Linked DNA regions of Mus musculus: regions 1, 2 and 3 are each linked to region 4. Evidence: chromatin contacts called from public Hi-C and HiChIP or PLAC-seq data. All regions are on one chromosome and are shown on one strand. The core of a region is the stretch at or near the end of the contact, and the rest is flanking DNA. Distances in the headings are between cores, read along the strand shown. Region 1 overlaps Osbpl6 (oxysterol binding protein-like 6). Region 2 has its middle 37 kb from the start of Prkra. Region 3 overlaps Osbpl6 (oxysterol binding protein-like 6). Region 4 holds the start of Osbpl6 (oxysterol binding protein-like 6).

Region 1 (4,034 bases), core at 244-2,743, 190 kb before region 4:
AGTGCATAATATAATATATACTGTAAAAAGTTAATTGATGAAATTAAATGTCAATCAGTGTGATACACATTCTGGGAATAACATACACTGCATTTTTTAGTACACATATGGAATCATATGTAGGACAGAACGTCCTGAAAGCCATGCCAAGAGCATTTTAGGAGGGAAACTGCTCACACACATGGGAAACAGGGAGCTGATCTTGGATGGAATGCAGATGGCAGACAAAATTTTAGGGGAACAAAATGGATTCTGTAGAAGTGGAGGACATCATGGATCATATAAAAACAACAAAACCTGAATTCGGTGGTTTAAGTACAATCCCACACTTCTGGGACCAATATATTTTGAGGAAGCTCCAGACCCCTGGCCTTCTCGATCTTCAGTTTAAACGACACTTCATGTTACAGGGCAGGGTGTGTAAGGAGGGTATAAGGGTATGTAAGGAGGAGCAAGTCTGACATTTGGTAAAAATGGAGGAAGCTTTGTGCCCAATATAACTGGCCATTTAAATAAGCTTCTGTTTTAACGACCCTACAGATGCTGTTTTGCCAAGATTTGGAAACTCAGGTATTTCTGGGTGCATAAGGGGATGAACGAATGCAGAAAGGAGCAAACAAGTGATGTTGTACATAGTCCAGATGACCTCTGACACCTGTGTTGTTATCTAGGATACCGCAGAAACTCTGCAGGTGCCCTGACCTTTGATCTGGCCGGAATCGGGCATCTGTGGGGGGAAGGAGGTCCTTCAGGACGGGGTCCAACTCATTGAGCTCCACAGCAAATCTTGTAAAGCCATAGTAGAGCTCATAGTTGGTTGGCAGAGAACCTGGAGGGAGACAGAGAACAGCTGTGAGAAGGAAAGGCTGAGAGTGAGGGACTGAGCCAACATCGTCAGGAAGAGCTCTGAAAGAGGGCCCAGGTCTGTCCTTATGAACATAACACCGTGCTTTCCTTTTGAGTCATTAAACGGATTCTGTTTTGCTGGGTGAAATGGTTTATGTTGGTGGCTAGCACTGAAAGACTAGCATATTTTATAAAGCCCAGCCTTTAAATAAAACCTTATATTATAGTCATAGCCTACATTCACTGAACTCGGTAACTTTACAAAGACCATGCTGGTTAACTATAAACATTAATATTTCACCAGAAACATCTGCCATGTATATCCTCCTTACAAAGATGCAGTCATAAATGAATATTACTAGTATTTCTTTAGAACGTTTAAAAACTATTTTTAACATTGTGTGTGTGTGTGTGTGTGTGTGTGTGTGTGTGTATCTCACTTTTCTGTCAGGCTAGTCTTGAATTTCCTGGAGTCTAACAATTCTCCAATTTAGTACTTGTCTCTCCCAAGTACCAGGGCTGCAGGCATGACCATCACACCTAGCAGTGAAGTAAGACTGCACTTGATGCCCGGCACCTCACTTCTTTGAGGAAGTACCCAACCACTGACTAACACCCCAACCTCTTACTGGTGCTTGTTAGTAAATTCCAGGAATATTTGTCTGGTTTGCTTACTGAAGTATTCCAGCCACCTAGAACAAGGCTGCTGCACGCTCAGTATTCAGTAATTAGTCACTAAGAATGCATTAATTACACTACCAGAAGAAAGTCTATAAGTATGCAGTATTGCCCGTTAGGAAACCAATAACTAAGTTGGAGGTTGCCTGACAAATTCCAATGAAAATAAATGCTCCCTGGCAAAATTTTTCCCACTCATACTTGATACTCAGTTACATGCTAATCTACTGCCTGGCTCTGCCAATGTCCTTTATTAAGTGCCAGCATGCCACAGTTCTGCTGCTCAAGTGAAAAAGATCACTCACGGTGGCAAGTTTCTGCATTGGCAGATTAAAGATGCTACATTTCCTTTGTTTTATTTAAAAAGTAAACACATATGAGGGCTTGCTTATGCATCTCAGTTATATTTATTTATCTATCTTTATTTAGTGCACCTAGTGTTTGCATGTATGTATTATGTTTAAAGCAACTTCCCATGGCAGATTTCAACAGGTCACTCTACTTCATGTCAGTGATTCCGCCTGTCGTTTAATAATCAAGTATCCAGTCATGGATTATACATATCACTTCTTTGTTGAGTATAAATGTAACGGCAAGTGCCTTGAGCATTTACATTTCGGATGTCTCTAGTAGACAGAAATGCAAGGCAAACTCCATGGTATGCCCCAGTGTTCCCTCCCCACAGCCTCCCGACCAGGAAGCTCAGGTGGTCTCACCTGGTCTCCAGATGCACTTTGCCGAGGGGGCCACCCCGCAGTAGAGTCCTTCGTGCCATTTCCCAAACAGCCGGTGCACCACCTTCCCCTCCTGGTCTATCACCACCCCCTGGACTTCATTCACGTTGGAGTTCCAGTAATTCACCTGGAAAACAATCAGCCCAACCTGTCCTCTCCATAGAACAACGTTCTTCCCCTTGGGATGTGGTTCAGCACGTTCTGTCAATATGGAAGGCTGCCCTTCTGGCTCTCTGTCTTAGCAGAGCCTCACTAAGGACGCTTCATCTGGCCAGGAATTTACTGTGTAGCCCAGCTGACACAAAACTCACAACCCTACCTCAGACAAGAGTGCTGAGCTTAGAGGTGTGCTATCATAGCTGGTTAGACTGATTTCTATGAAACGGGTAGTCACGGGGCTGGGAGTGTAGTATGAGCACTGGCTTCCCATGGGCAAGGCCATGGATTTGATTCTTAGTGCCATAAAAACCAAACCAAACCAAACCTGCTTCATGCCACGGCATGAGAGACGGCCATTATCTAGCTCCAGATCAGTTGTTAGCTGAAGAACCCAATATTAGCTCATGGGTTCATTATTTTTCTCTTCAGACTTTCTCCCTTTGCTCATGGCTCTTAATGAACCTCAATGGGGCACAATATCAAAATAATTGGTAAGCCAGTAATATACTTATATGAACATGGATATGGTGTTGTATATTTTACCTCGGAGCAGTGTTAACTGGAAAAATGGTGTTCCATGGGCATTTTTGTCCCTAACCCTTTTTCTAGGTAACAAAGGTAATGCTTTCTTTTGGCTCAATTTGGATTGCTTCAGGAAAGGGTTAGGTGGGTTTGGAATGACTGGCAGCTATTTTAGAATGAGCTCGATAAATAAGATCACCTAAATATATTCTGTCATCATCAGGCAGTAATGGATGCTCGGGGACTCAGTATAGGAATGGAATATGGTCTAGAATTTTCCTGAGTGTACTGGGTGACTATGTAAACACAAGATTTTGAAAATAAACTCGGGGCTGGAGAGATGGCTCAGTGGGTAAGAGCACTGACTGCTCTTCCAAAGGTCATGAGTTCAAATCCCAGCAACCACATGGTGGCTCACAACCATCCTTAATAAGATCTGATGCCCTCTTCTGGTGTGTCTGAAGACAGCTACAGTGTACTTAGATATAATAATAAAATAAATCTTAAAAAAAAAAGAAAGAAAAGAAACTCATTTCCTCCTTTGGCCTGGTACTTTTGACCTCTACAAACTTAGAAGCTTATATTTCTCAAGCAACTGAAGGTCAGTTGTGCTTTCTTGTCTAAAATGTCTAAATGTCTAAGAAGTCAGGACGCAGAACAGCTTTCCTCTGCTTGCTTCCTTAGGAAGCATTCCATACAAGCCTTCTTTTTCTACCATGCCTCCTTAGGTAGCATTCCGAGCAAGCCTTCCTTTTCTACAGTGCCACTTACCTTGACAAACGTGAGTTTGCAAATGCAAACACTGCTTTTGGTATTTCTAAGGGTCACTTCACCGTAGTGCTCGATCCATCTCCTCCCACTCAGGATATTGTGTATGCACGTGGTGACTTTATTCCACACATAGTAATCCCCATATCTGCAAAGAATACAGCACTGGTTAAAAGCAGCAGACACAGATACGTGCCTGCTCCTACAAAGGAGAATATTATTTGGGTAAAACCTCCTAGTTCCTCACTTTCTCCTCACTTCTTGAAAATCCTCTGTGTAGTTATGAAAAATTCGTGACTTTATTTATTTACAGTAGTGAAGTGTTCT
Region 2 (3,842 bases), core at 1,101-3,600, 200 kb before region 4:
TTCTCATGGTGGGCACTCAAGTGGCTTCAGAAGGATGTCATGGTTTTAATGTTTTGAACGGTTAATAAAAAAATGTACTTTTAACTTCTTGATTAGGGCCTAGATGTCCTTGCTTTTAACTGTATTCTAGAAAGTCCTCTATGACATGAAACCTACTCATCTTTGGTAAACCCAGGCATTGGGTCTTTTAGAGAGCATTTTTGCATGGCCAGTGGGAAAATGTGTAGTTTTTGCTGGTTAGCTGTCCTCAAATGAAAAGATCTTCCTTTAGTCTCCTTTATAACTAACCTGAAGGGAGAGTCCTGCTCAGAAACAGGCAGCTAAGAATATGCCTTCCAGAATCAATCCTTACAATGGAGAATTTGGTATTTGAATCAGAGCTTGAAGAACCACACAAACCAGACATCACTTCTAACCCCTGGTGAGCTTTCCTAGCACTGCAAGTTGCTCTATGGGATTCTGGGAGGGAAAGGGTTATCAGCAGTCTTACCCAATGGGGAACTCTGTGTGTGTGCTACAGTGACAGGCAGCAGCATGGCAAGATACGTCCCGAGGTATAATAACGTCCTGTGTGTTATAGGGATGTCCATCAGGTTTCTGGCTATATTTAAGGCCTACTCTGCAGGAGGAAACATATGCCTGGTAGTGTAAATCTGGCCAAGAACCAAAGATCCTTTCTTTAAGGGTGTGGCCCCAGATAGGTCCACCACATTCCAGTGAGCTGCCTCACACCCATGTATATAAGCAGTACAGATTGGACTCAGTGATTTATAGAAAAACAAAGACAGGGGTAATACAATCAAATTACATGTAGATACAAATAAAATTATCAAAGAACTGATACAAATATTCTGTTAAAAAAAATCAAGCCAGGCGTGGCACCACATGCCTTTAATCCCAGCACTTGGGAGGCAGAGGCAGGCTAATTACTGAGTTCAAGGCCAGGCTGGTCTACAAAGTGAGTTCCAGGACAGCCAGGGCTATACAGAGAAACCCTGTCTTGAAAAACAGAAAAAAAAAAAAAAAAAGAAAGAAAGAAAGAAAGAAAGAAAGAAAGAAAGAAAGAAAGAAAAGAGAAATTAACTCAAATTTATCATCAGAATCCTGTGTATTGGAGTTAGGTGGCCAACAGAAAAATTGGGAACTATTAAAATACAGAGAAACCCTGTCTCAAAAAAAAAACAAACAAACAAAAAAACCGAACAAACAAACAAACAAAAAATCAATGGGCTGGAGAGATGGTTTAGTGGTTAAGAGCACTGACTGCTCTTCCAGAGGTCCTGAGTTCAATTCCCAGCAACCACATGGTGGCTCACAACCATCTGTAATGGGATCTGATGCCCTCTTCTGGTATGTCTGAAGACAGCTACAGTGTATTCATATAAATAAAATAAATAAATCTTTTTTTAAAAAATCAATGCATATGGCAAGTTGTAAAAAGAAATTAGCTCGCCAGGTGGTGGTGGCACACGCGTTTAATCCCAGTACTTGGGAGGCAGAGACAGGCAGATTACTGAGTTCGAGGCCAGCCTGGTCTACGAAAGAAAGAAAGAAAGAAAGAAGAGAAACTAACTCAAATTTATCATCAGAATCCTCTGTATTGGAGTTAGGTGGCCAGCAGAAAAATTGGGAACTATTAAAATCAGAATGTTGCTATTTGTGAAATGCTGGGGCCTCATGCAGACTTTTGTGACTCGGAGTGCAGAAACTACTATTTTTCTGAGGAGCAGGGTGGACCCGTGACTTGAGATTTGTAAGGGAAAATCTGACATGGAAATCAGTATCAGCTACAGGCAATGCTATCAACTCTGCTTTCAGGGCGTGACCTAAGCAGCACGTGAAGGGGCTCTGGGCTAGATCTCATGGCTCGCTCTTCTGGAATGAGGAATTTGACAGACAGGGAGCTTAGCGCTGGGGACTCTGTTCAACAAGAGGGTAAGGCCAAGGCTCTGTGCCAACAGGAGAGTTTGTTAATTCAACTTCCTTTAAAGGCTTATAAATTGTAACGATCTTGTTTGGATGACTCAGTCCTGCTGGGACCCAGCTTGTGAGAATCTTTCTGATCAAAGTTCCTCTTTCAGGCAGGCAGTGGCTGACCAGGCTATCATCTGTGTTCAGAAAGTTCTGTTATCTTTCTCCAAGGGATTGGATTGCCCGTCTGTAATTTTCTTTATACAACAAGCATAATCGCTATAAAATATGTCTTGATTTTCAGTAATCAGAGATTCATAGGAAATTGCACAGGTAGAATGTAGAGGCCCCTCATACCGTTCAGCTAGACTCTCTCAGTGCAGCACCTTAGGTAAATACAAATAAGGACCGCCACCATTTTTATGTCTATGACTAAGTAGCAAACTCAACTGTTGTGCAACTGAGCTCCAGAACCCATTTCTCTTGCAAAACTTCAACTCTGTCTATTAGACACCATCTCCCCATTCTCTGCAAGGCTAGTCCTTGAATCTCCCGTTCCTCTTGGGGTTTTGCTAGTTTAGTTATCTCATATAAATGGAAATGTGCAGTGTTTATCTATTTTTAAGGTTTAAGGTTTTAAGGTTTTGTTTTGTTTTGTTTATGTATGAGTGTTTATCTGGGCATATGCATGTGCTAGAGAGGGCTCCAGATCCACTGGAATTATAGACAACTATGAGCCACTGTGTGGGTTCAAACAGTAGGCCCCAGATAATTAAAATTTCTCTCAGGACTCCTATCAAAAGCCTGGAGCTAGCTAGAAAAAGAACTGTGAGATTTCATACAGTTTTGACATGGTGTCAAAACTTAGTGACAGGCACCACCACAGCTTGACCTGGACTGCTCAGCTCTTGCCTTCTGCTTAAACCTAACCCTTTTGTCAGTAAACTCAAAGTAGACTTGGGGAATGACTAGACCTCTGTTCATCATTCTTTCCAGTATGGCCGCAATGAATACATTTGTTCTGCTTTTCTCTCTTTTCCTCATCTAGGTCAATTGTGGATGGGTGGCCAAGCCTCAATTGGACCGACCAGAACCCAAGATTTTGTCTTAAACTCCTGATAATAATGACAGTGGACATTTGATCCACAACTTCAGTAGCAGTTACCCAAGGAAGCTATCTCAACCCTCTGCAGCAGTCAGCCATAATTGCTAACCACTAACTCAGCTGCTACATTCCCTGTTTCCTGCTCCTCTTCCAATGAAGGATCGACAGGGAAAGTCAAATTTTCTCCTCAAATCAAATATATTGGCATGCCTTGCCTTTAGTTAGTTTGCTTGAGTTTCTACCAATGGGCGAGAAGGACGCCATTTTTCCTGTAATAGACATTGTCACCAATGGCCTCTGTTCTCATTTGAGGACCTTCCCTTGTCTCCACTTGACTTCACTGTTCACCTGGTGATGTTGCCAATAGTGGTTGGTAAAAGTTGATACACATTTTTGCATGAATTGTGTATTCTTCATTGATTTTTGTGAGAAACACATTCAGCACTTAACTGTTTATTGTGTATGTACTTTTTTGTTTTGTTTTTTAGATAAAGTCTCACTCACTTTTTATGAACTAATTATGTAGACCAGGCTGGCCTCCAACTCAAAGAGATCCTCCTGCTTCTGCCTCCCAAGTATGTAGTTAACGGCATGCCTGGAACATAAATGCTCCTTATAAAGCTAACTTGTTAAGGGTGAATATTTTTAACTGGCAAACTAGAAAATGACCCATATGCTTTAGCCATTTTCCTGCTCCTGAGACCCATGTTCCACTCTGATTCCTGCAAATACTTCAGTTGAGTGGAATTCTGCTTGGCCAAAGCCATGACCCATTCCTGCATAATAATCTGTGATAAGCATTATAGCAAATGAATAAATAAATAAG
Region 3 (3,777 bases), core at 480-2,979, 140 kb before region 4:
TAACAGTAGCAAAATTAGTTATGAAGTAGCAACAAAATAATCTTATGGTTGGCTGTTATCACAACTTGAGGAACTATATTAAAGGGTTGCAGAGTTAGGAAAGTTGGGAACCACTGGTCCAGGTGATCACAGATCTAGCAACATTCTTACCATCCCTGATTCTAGAGCTTTGCAGGGTACCCTTAACTACCATGTGTCCTTTTAACAGAAAAAAAGTTTCTCACTTCCCTCACAAAACCTTTGTAAGGGGAGGGGACATCTCTCTGTGTAAGCATCTGTGCGGCCTCGGCTTCAGAAGGGTGGACACACCATGCAGATCAGGGCGGGCCCACTGTATGATGCCCCACCCCCAGTTCACTGTGTGCTTGCATTCTGAAAAGACTTTGGCAGAGTGAGAACCGATAGAGGCTGTATCTCAGGATAGACCCAACCCTGCAGCCAGCAGGCTCTGAGGGGCTCAGGGAGGAGGTACCATTATCAGGTATGAATGTGGGACGTGGCTCTGGCAAGAGGACCGGAGCCACCATCTCTTTCTCCCCTTTCTCCTCACCCTAGAAGCTGCTTGCTTTGGGGCCAAGTCTCATCTATGTTAAATGAAACTATGGGTATCTAGGGTGGAATTTTCTCTTTTATCAGGAGATAAAATGTAGAGATCCAGCAGCAAGCAGGCATCCTACAAACCCAACCCCACCTCAGGAAAGAACTATCTCTTTATATCCACAGTCACTGCTGAGGAATGAGCTACGGATCTTATAGAAATGGCCTGTGTGTGTGTCTATTTGGCAATATTACTCTTTCAAGTATATGCAATAGCTCACAATGTGGCTTTCTGCTTGAAGATAATTCTGCCAGAAACTGACTGATCTAAGCTACGTGTGGTGGCTCACGACACCTTTACTCCTAGCACTTGGGAGGCAGAGGCTGGTGGATCTTTGTGAGTTCCAGGCCAGTCTCTTCTACATAGCAAGTTCTAGGCAGGATAGAGCCACACAGAGAGAACTTGTCTCAAAAAAAATCACATTATTAATGCTACAATTGATATGTTACTTAAATATAAGAATATTTCTGATAATACAGCTTCAGGCTCTATAGACTATCATGGCTTTTGACTGATACGAGCACACATGTCACTGTCACATGACCCCAAGGAGCACATGAAGGATTTGGCATTCCTTCTTAATATGGGGTTGCAACTCAGGAGTAGAACCCCACTTATGGACAATGTAAAGACCATATAAGAACATAGTAAGTTCTGACACATACCAACAAGGACCTCTGGTTTTCCGCTCTCATCAGGATAGTAACTACTCCATAAAAATGATAGGCATAACTAGGAAATTAAGAGAGAGCAACTTCTCACTGTGTGTAAATATAGTCACTGGACGTCTGTTCTCAGTTACATGTGAGTTGTATTTAAAGATATGTTTATCTACATCCTATTTAAAAGGGTAGATATGCCTCCCTTGCTGCTCCCCGCCCATGAAGAATCTCTATATAACATAAAATGGAACCATTTAGTAACATGTACAACTTTTCTCCCTTCCTAATTGAAGTCTGGGAAAACACAAACTCATCTCTCTGTAGCTAACACTTCCTACTTCTGTTAGGGTGGTTTTCTTTCCTTTCGGGGAGAGAAGAAGAACTGGAGAACGGGAGAGATGTACGGCAGAACAGGCCAAAGGTTAAAGTCTGTCTCCAAAGGGAAGTGCTGCACTCCAAACTACCAGTGCCATTTACTCCGATGCAATACTCCTGTGTCCAGTGAAAGAGACAGCACGGAATCCTGACTCAGTTCTAACAATTAGATAGGCTCTCAGGCTGACAAAGGGGCAAAGGATAAAAGCATGGCAAATAATAGCTCCACCTATTTCAATTATAAATGCTGATGGATGATAAGGTTGCAAATAAAATATGTAGGAAAGGAAAGAACCCATCCCCACACGAGACAGAACCTTCTGCATTCTGTTTTCCATGACACTAAAATTCCTCCTTCTTGCTTAGAGAACTAGGTAGGTCGTAAGAAAATTAAAATCACTTCCTAAAATTCAAAGAGTGCATTTTTCCCTGAAATTCCCATCCGTATTTATTTTCAACTCAGGAGTTTCTGCTCTTCCTAGGTCTACTTAAAACAGAAATATAAACAAGAGCCCTAAAGACATCATGTCGGTACTTGACCAACATCAGCGCTCTTAACTGCTGAGCCATCTCCCCAGCTACCTGCTAAATTATAGTTTAATAATTCTCTTATAGCTGAATAATTCTTCCCTTTCCATGGACTAGAAGTCTACTCCTGCCTGAGGGGATAAACTTTGTATCTTGTAATGCCTTTAAAATATAAAAAGTGCAAGATAGTCTATGGGTGGGTAGGTTAGGTAAAAATGCCTAAGAACAGCAAAGAATTTAAATAAATCCTAAACCAAGGCAACGCCTTGTTCAAAGTCCTCCTACCAACCAGCACGTAGAAAGCCTGTATTCCACAGAATGGTCTGAAATGGTGAGATGCAGTGGTACTTGGGTGGATACACGGACTCATTTTATGAGACCCCAAGATTTTTCCACATCTACTAATGTAAAAACAAAAAGTCTATTAGTCCCTTATCAGGATTTAAATGGGAAGCAACAGAAGCAATGGGGTAGCGAATGCTGTCGGGATTCCTAGCCAGAACGCTCTGTTGGGTCACTAGGCCTACACTTCAGCTTTTGTGAGCCGGCAAGCTGTAGGGAGCAGATTAGACCTGTATGCTGGGAGCCTATGGAAAAAGAGGAAGTCAGTACCCACTCTAACAATCTAGAGGCCGGCCGAGACAATGCATGACACAAAATAAGTGTTCGGTAAATGTTCCCCATTCTGTAACCGGTGTTGTCGATCTCTGCTTCACCTCTAAAGTCCAGTGGTACCCACACCAAGTGGCCATCATACTCTCATCTATGTATTGTTTCATCTTTTCACTAGCTACAGAGGATAGATGCTTCAAAGGGATATGTCAATTATATTGACCAAGTATGTAGTATCCATTTATTGTTCAAATGGAGGTCTGTACTTTTTCCTTTCTATTTTTAAAAGATTTCGGTTTTATTTATTTATTCACTTATCTTTTAGTATGGAGTAGAGCTTATTTAGGGCATGGAGAGCGTTGTTGAGGAGGAAGTAGAGACAGAGAGAGGGAGGGAGGGAGGGAGGGAGGGAGGGAGGGAGGGAGGGAGGGAGGGAGGGAGAGAGAGAGAGAAAGAGGAGAGTGAGAGACCAGCCATGAACACGTGGGGGAAGAGGAATGGGCAGAGAAAGGACAGAGAGAGAAGAGGGTAAGAGAGTAAGATATTGTTTTTATTTTTAATTGCATGTGCGCATGCCACTTATATGTAGGTGTCCAGAGATGTTTACATGATCGCCTGGAGCTGGAATTACAGGCAGTTGTCTTCTGTAAGAGTAGCCAGCGCTCTTAACTCTTAGGCCATCTCTCCAGCTACCCTCTAAATTATTTTATAGTTTAATAATTCTTTTCCTCTACTCCTGCCTGACAGAATAAATTCTGTAGCTTATGACATCTTTAAGTTATAAAACATACAAGCATACATGTAATAGTAATAGGGAAGTATAGGCGCTTGTTCTTTTCTTAAGTTTATGCTTTATATAGGAACACAAGGGTTAGGATCACACATTTAAAACTATAAGCTTCTTTAGGAAATATAGATGTTTTTATGTGAATCTGAACTCTGCATGTCTCTCTTCTCAGTTTTCCCATCTGGGGACTAGCTCACTGACCCCACTAAATATAT
Region 4 (4,058 bases), core at 925-3,424:
TAATCCATCTATAGGGCCACTACAGACCTCTCACCCAAAAGAACATTTAATCTTGGAAGGACTCTGTGTTTCTTACCAAAGTTAACTTAAATACAAGTAAAACTCACTTGAGGTTAAATAAAAGTAGAGAAACGACAGCATCTATTCATGATCCTCTGAAATTAGAACTACAGCTCTGTGAAACAGAACTTCAACATACTAGAACCAAGAGACATCTGATAAATCATTACAATTTGAAACAGAAGTCTGCCCCAAAGCAATCCTTCCACTGAATGTATAATTATCATTGACATAACAACTGAAAATCTGGACAAAACCAAGAATTTTTAAGGTTGGTAAAAGCAAAGGTTTTTAATTTCGAAATATCCTATTAACTTAAAAGATATTTTGGGTAAGATATATTAAATGAGGAAGCCAATAACAGGAGTAATATTCCACCAATCAGGGCCTTCCTTGTAACCCAATGAGGCATGCACATTCTCTGTAGGTGATTATAGCCGAGTTACACAGCATCTTCCCTTCGACCTTGGGAACCTGCTCGCTCCCAGAGTTACTGCTAGGTCTTCTGATTCATTTATTATGAGTCTTTGTACCTGCAATGCTGTAGCAAGCCCTAGATAGGAATATCAGCATCACAAACTCACAGTACTCAAAACTGTAGAAATGCTACCAAAGCAAATGGGGTGGGGGTGGAGAAGGAATATATAGATATGTATGCAAAAACTTAAAAGGAGGAAAACAAAGTTGAATAGTTTTAAGATGGAAGATTTAATTTTCCTTTGAAGTATACATTTCTTAAGTCTGTGACATAACTATTAATTAGTATGTATTTTAATATAAGAAAATATGTTCAAAATATTATTTTGTTAGGAGAAATTGCAATCGAATATATGACTTATTAAATCTTGCCGAAGGACTCCAAACTGGAAATTCTTTTTTTAAAAAAGCCTTATAGGACTTTCTGTCCAGAAGCGAGAAACAATTTGGCAACCCGGTGTTCCGTTTAGTTTCAGTCATTTGCTTCATGTCCATTATGTAATGCTTTCCCCAGCTTTTAGGTCTCTAGTTTCACCAACCTTTCAGGTAGATCACAGAATCGTCACAGAATCAGTATCTGGTCATAACTTTTAAAAGCAGCTTAAGACGTGGCTTACGGTGCGTCTGCAAACGGTAGAGGCTTTTAGAAATCTGCGGGTGTCATTCGTTCTCCGCAGCTTCCTCCCCAGGTTTCCCATCCCTCCTCCCCCAGCGTCCCCGGCGACTCGATCTGCGGGCAGCTCCAAGCTCGACGCAGGGGAAGCACGTCCTGACTGCAATGCAAACCCTGTCCCGGTCTGAACCGGAGAAGGGAGCTCGGGCGATGAGCGTGGACGCAGGCTGCAGGGAGGGCTGCAGGGACGCCAGCCGGGGGTAGCAAGGAGTGCTCGCGAGGACAGTCCGCAGTGCACGCGCACAACCAAACCCGATGCACAACTTGCCCGGCCACTGCCCGCGGCTCCCGGATTCCCTGAAAGGTGCAGCGTAGGCGTCAGCTCTCGTAGGCGCGGGCGCTCTCACCCGCACCGGTTCGGTTCTCCGCTGACAATTACATCAGTCCTCCCGGCCCCGACTTCCATTCCCAACCAGTCGGCCCTGGGGTGCGGGCATCGGGGATGAAGAACTGCCGCGGGGGGCGGAGAAGGGGGGCAGAGGGGAATGCGTGTAAAAGGAAGCCGGATTCCCCGGCAGCCGCGGGAAGGGAAGGCGGGCGGTGAGCGGGGACCGTGACACCGGTACCCCCTCCCACTCTGACCGCACCGGGGACCGATTTGGCCATCCTCGCTTCCGCGCTACCCAGCTGGGGTGCCTCTGGAGACAGCGATGCCTTGGGGGCCTGGGGCTGCGGCTGCCCACTCGGGTATCGCCAGGGTCCTCGGCCCTCTGGACGCGCACAATGCCCCCGGGCCGCGCGGCAAGCACCGCGTATCCACCCCGCGGCGGAGAGACACTTACCTGCAGGGCGAGCGGTAGGTCGCGGTGGGAGATGGCCCGTGCTATCTGCCCGGCGCGCAGGCTGGAGGAGGCTCCGGAGGCGCGGAGGACGGGCGCCGCCTGTGCCGAGCTGTGGTCTCCAGCGCGGACAGCGGCGGCCGCGCGGCGCCTCCAGTGGTCCTCCGCGCCGCAGCCCCTCCTCTCCCACGGGCGGGGCGCGCTGGCGGGGCGGCGCTCCGGGCTCCCCGCCCCCGGCTCCGGAACACCCGCCAGCCCCGATCGTTCCCGCGGGCTCCATGGTGTCCCGCTCTGCTCCCACCGCGCCCCCTTCGTGCGGGATCCAGCGCCCATCTGGTCCCTGCCTGGCGTCCACGGGAATCCGTGGGGTACCAAGATCAGTCATCCGAAAGACCCTGCCCGGGAGAGATAGGCCCCCCGCGTGTCCAGTCCTGCAGCGGCGGGAGCGCTGGGCTGGAAAAAAGAGGCCGGGAATGACTGCAGCGCTCCGGCCATGGAGCGGTGGGAGAGGGCTTCACCGGAGAACTGCAGCCTGGTGGCCTCCGCTCTGCGAGACCAAGCCCCTGGCCCTCGGCGCCCTTCGGAGGCCTCATTCAATAAATAAACAATATGTTTAGGCTTTCTGCCCTGCGAACTCTCAGTCCGGGAGAGACACTTGGACTGTGTGGAAGGAAGGACCAATGGCTTTAAAGTCCCTGGCAAAGCCCCGCAGTGTCCACGCAGCTTCCTTACACCCTTCCCACCCAGCAACTTCCATGCTAAAGCTATTCCTGGCATGCGTCCAAGACCAGATTGATCTAAAGGCAAATTTGCACGGAGGGAGGGGGGTACTTTAAATATTTGCACAGACGTTTCTTCTGTAAAGGGATAACTGAAGAATGTCCCTGTATCAAGACGTCTCTGTCATCAACAACTTCAAGGGGACAAATCTAGAGAACTGGGCCAAACAGGGACTCTTGGAGCGCTCTAGCTGTTTTGAATTGGGTGGAGGAAGGGGTTCCTTTAAAATCTGATGATCTGCCGCCTACTGAGATAGTCCTCATGGCATTTCCCAGTTGTCAGTGCTGATACAATGCTGGTGTGCTCTGACATAGCTCTGAGCATTCTTGCCTACATATCATTTCTCTTGAGTCTCCTTCTTACATGTGGGATTAACTTCTTCCATCTTGAATAAGGATCATCTTAAAATAACAAATGCTAGACCTTGTGACACATGGCAGTCTCACCCCAGTTTCCTCCCTGTGGAAACAGTCTCTACAAGGGAGCCATTATGTCGCTCAACTTCACTCTGTTATAGCTCCTTTTCCATCTGGGTCCCAGTGTGGCGGCAACTACTAAAACAGCTTTCACACACAAAAGTAGGCATACGTGAAAAATACCAGACAGTGAAAGGAGACCAGAGAACTCTTAGTCTTTATCTAAAAAAGGTCCTCTCAAAATTTTTCACATAACCCCTATTAGCAGAATCATAAACTACCCAGGGATATAGGAACTACCCAGACCCACACCTCACAATTTATTGTAAGAAAGCATGTATGCTTGCTATTCTCTTCCATAGCATTATTTGGAAGACAGATTTTGTACATCAGAGGGAAACATCTCCTCCTGCCTGTCTTACAGACAAATGGTCTAACGAAGATGTAATGGTGGGTGGATATCTGGGACAAATGGGTGGATTAAAGAGAGCTGGGTGTGTGTATAGAGCTGCATAGCAAAGACAGTTTCACCACTCTGGCTGTGTATCACAATATTTAGAAAACTCACCCTGGCAGAGATGTGTAAGTCGGAGTAACGGGCTTTTCCTTGTTCTCCAGCTATAGCAGTGTTTTTATTGCTCTGAAAAGTGCCAGGGGGGCAGCAGAGTTTTCTTTACATGTATATTCTTGTGAAAGCATAAGTCACAAGTCAGATGTTAGCTAAAAGGATCTCTGCTTCTGTAATCCATCCCTTTTATTTGTCTCAGAGAGGGACTTTTTCTGTGAAGAAAGATAAGGAGGCTCTTAAATGACCAGTGCTATTAATCCTATAATTCCATTACATGCAAATGAACTGAGCCGCATTTGAATAAC

What was found. A called contact is a pair of places that touch in the nucleus more often than the background predicts. HiChIP or PLAC-seq counts read pairs in DNA pulled down with a chosen protein or histone mark.
Region 1: a Hi-C map of muscle stem cells shows a contact between it and region 4, with 2.2 times the contacts expected there. The contact joins the enhancer-like site here to the promoter of Osbpl6 in region 4. A contact is called at or near these places in 6 of 39 promoter capture datasets (cranial neural crest, embryonic stem cells, maxillary cranial neural crest and 2 more), 3 of 484 Hi-C or Micro-C datasets (the HL-1 cell line, muscle stem cells and nephron progenitors), 22 of 115 datasets of contacts at active chromatin or transcription factors (T-cell acute lymphoblastic leukemia, craniofacial prominence, differentiating embryonic stem cells and 14 more) and 4 of 9 other capture datasets (adipose tissue, embryonic stem cells, liver and 1 more).
Region 2: an H3K4me3 HiChIP or PLAC-seq map of intestinal crypt epithelium shows a contact between it and region 4, with 5 read pairs. The contact joins the enhancer-like site here to the promoter of Osbpl6 in region 4. A contact is called at or near these places in 8 of 39 promoter capture datasets (cranial neural crest, embryonic stem cells, frontonasal cranial neural crest and 3 more), 1 of 15 datasets of contacts at CTCF or cohesin (pro-B cells), 13 of 484 Hi-C or Micro-C datasets (the C2C12 cell line, cerebellar granule neurons, cerebral cortex and 7 more), 30 of 115 datasets of contacts at active chromatin or transcription factors (VIP interneurons, cardiomyocytes, a colorectal cancer cell line and 19 more) and 3 of 9 other capture datasets (adipose tissue, liver and pancreatic islet).
Region 3: an H3K4me3 HiChIP or PLAC-seq map of intestinal villus epithelium shows a contact between it and region 4, with 7 read pairs. The contact joins the enhancer-like site here to the promoter of Osbpl6 in region 4. A contact is called at or near these places in 4 of 39 promoter capture datasets (the 3T3-L1 cell line, cranial neural crest, hippocampal neurons and 1 more), 10 of 484 Hi-C or Micro-C datasets (cerebellum, cerebral cortex, cortical neurons and 6 more), 12 of 115 datasets of contacts at active chromatin or transcription factors (astrocytes, embryonic forebrain, embryonic midbrain and 8 more) and 3 of 9 other capture datasets (adipose tissue, liver and pancreatic islet).

Annotation. Positions count from the first base shown.
Region 1 is chr2:76,590,135-76,594,168 of GRCm38.p6, reverse strand. It overlaps Osbpl6 (oxysterol binding protein-like 6), which reads right to left. Exons shown (of 27, transcript NM_001290733.1): 23 at 3,711-3,855; 24 at 2,241-2,385; 25 at 703-829. Among named protein-coding and RNA genes, the nearest start is that of Prkra, 56 kb to the left of the region's middle. Within about 2 kb of position 1,493, at least 6 of the 459 cell types and tissues checked have an H3K27ac peak or open chromatin away from gene starts, as enhancers often do. A contact at or near this core is called in muscle stem cells, where this site is marked.
Region 2 is chr2:76,609,014-76,612,855 of GRCm38.p6, reverse strand. It overlaps a transcript of Prkra not described here. Among named protein-coding and RNA genes, the nearest start is that of Prkra, 37 kb to the left of the region's middle. Within about 2 kb of position 2,350, at least 42 of the 459 cell types and tissues checked have an H3K27ac peak or open chromatin away from gene starts, as enhancers often do. A contact at or near this core is called in intestinal crypt epithelium, intestinal villus epithelium and pancreatic cancer cells, where this site is marked.
Region 3 is chr2:76,541,058-76,544,834 of GRCm38.p6, reverse strand. The region is part of intron 5 of Osbpl6 (oxysterol binding protein-like 6); the gene reads right to left. Among named protein-coding and RNA genes, the nearest start is that of Prkra, 110 kb to the left of the region's middle. Within about 2 kb of position 1,729, at least 11 of the 459 cell types and tissues checked have an H3K27ac peak or open chromatin away from gene starts, as enhancers often do. A contact at or near this core is called in intestinal villus epithelium, where this site is marked.
Region 4 is chr2:76,404,624-76,408,681 of GRCm38.p6, reverse strand. Osbpl6 (oxysterol binding protein-like 6) reads right to left here and starts at 2,174. Exons shown (of 27, transcript NM_001290733.1): 1 at 1,993-2,174.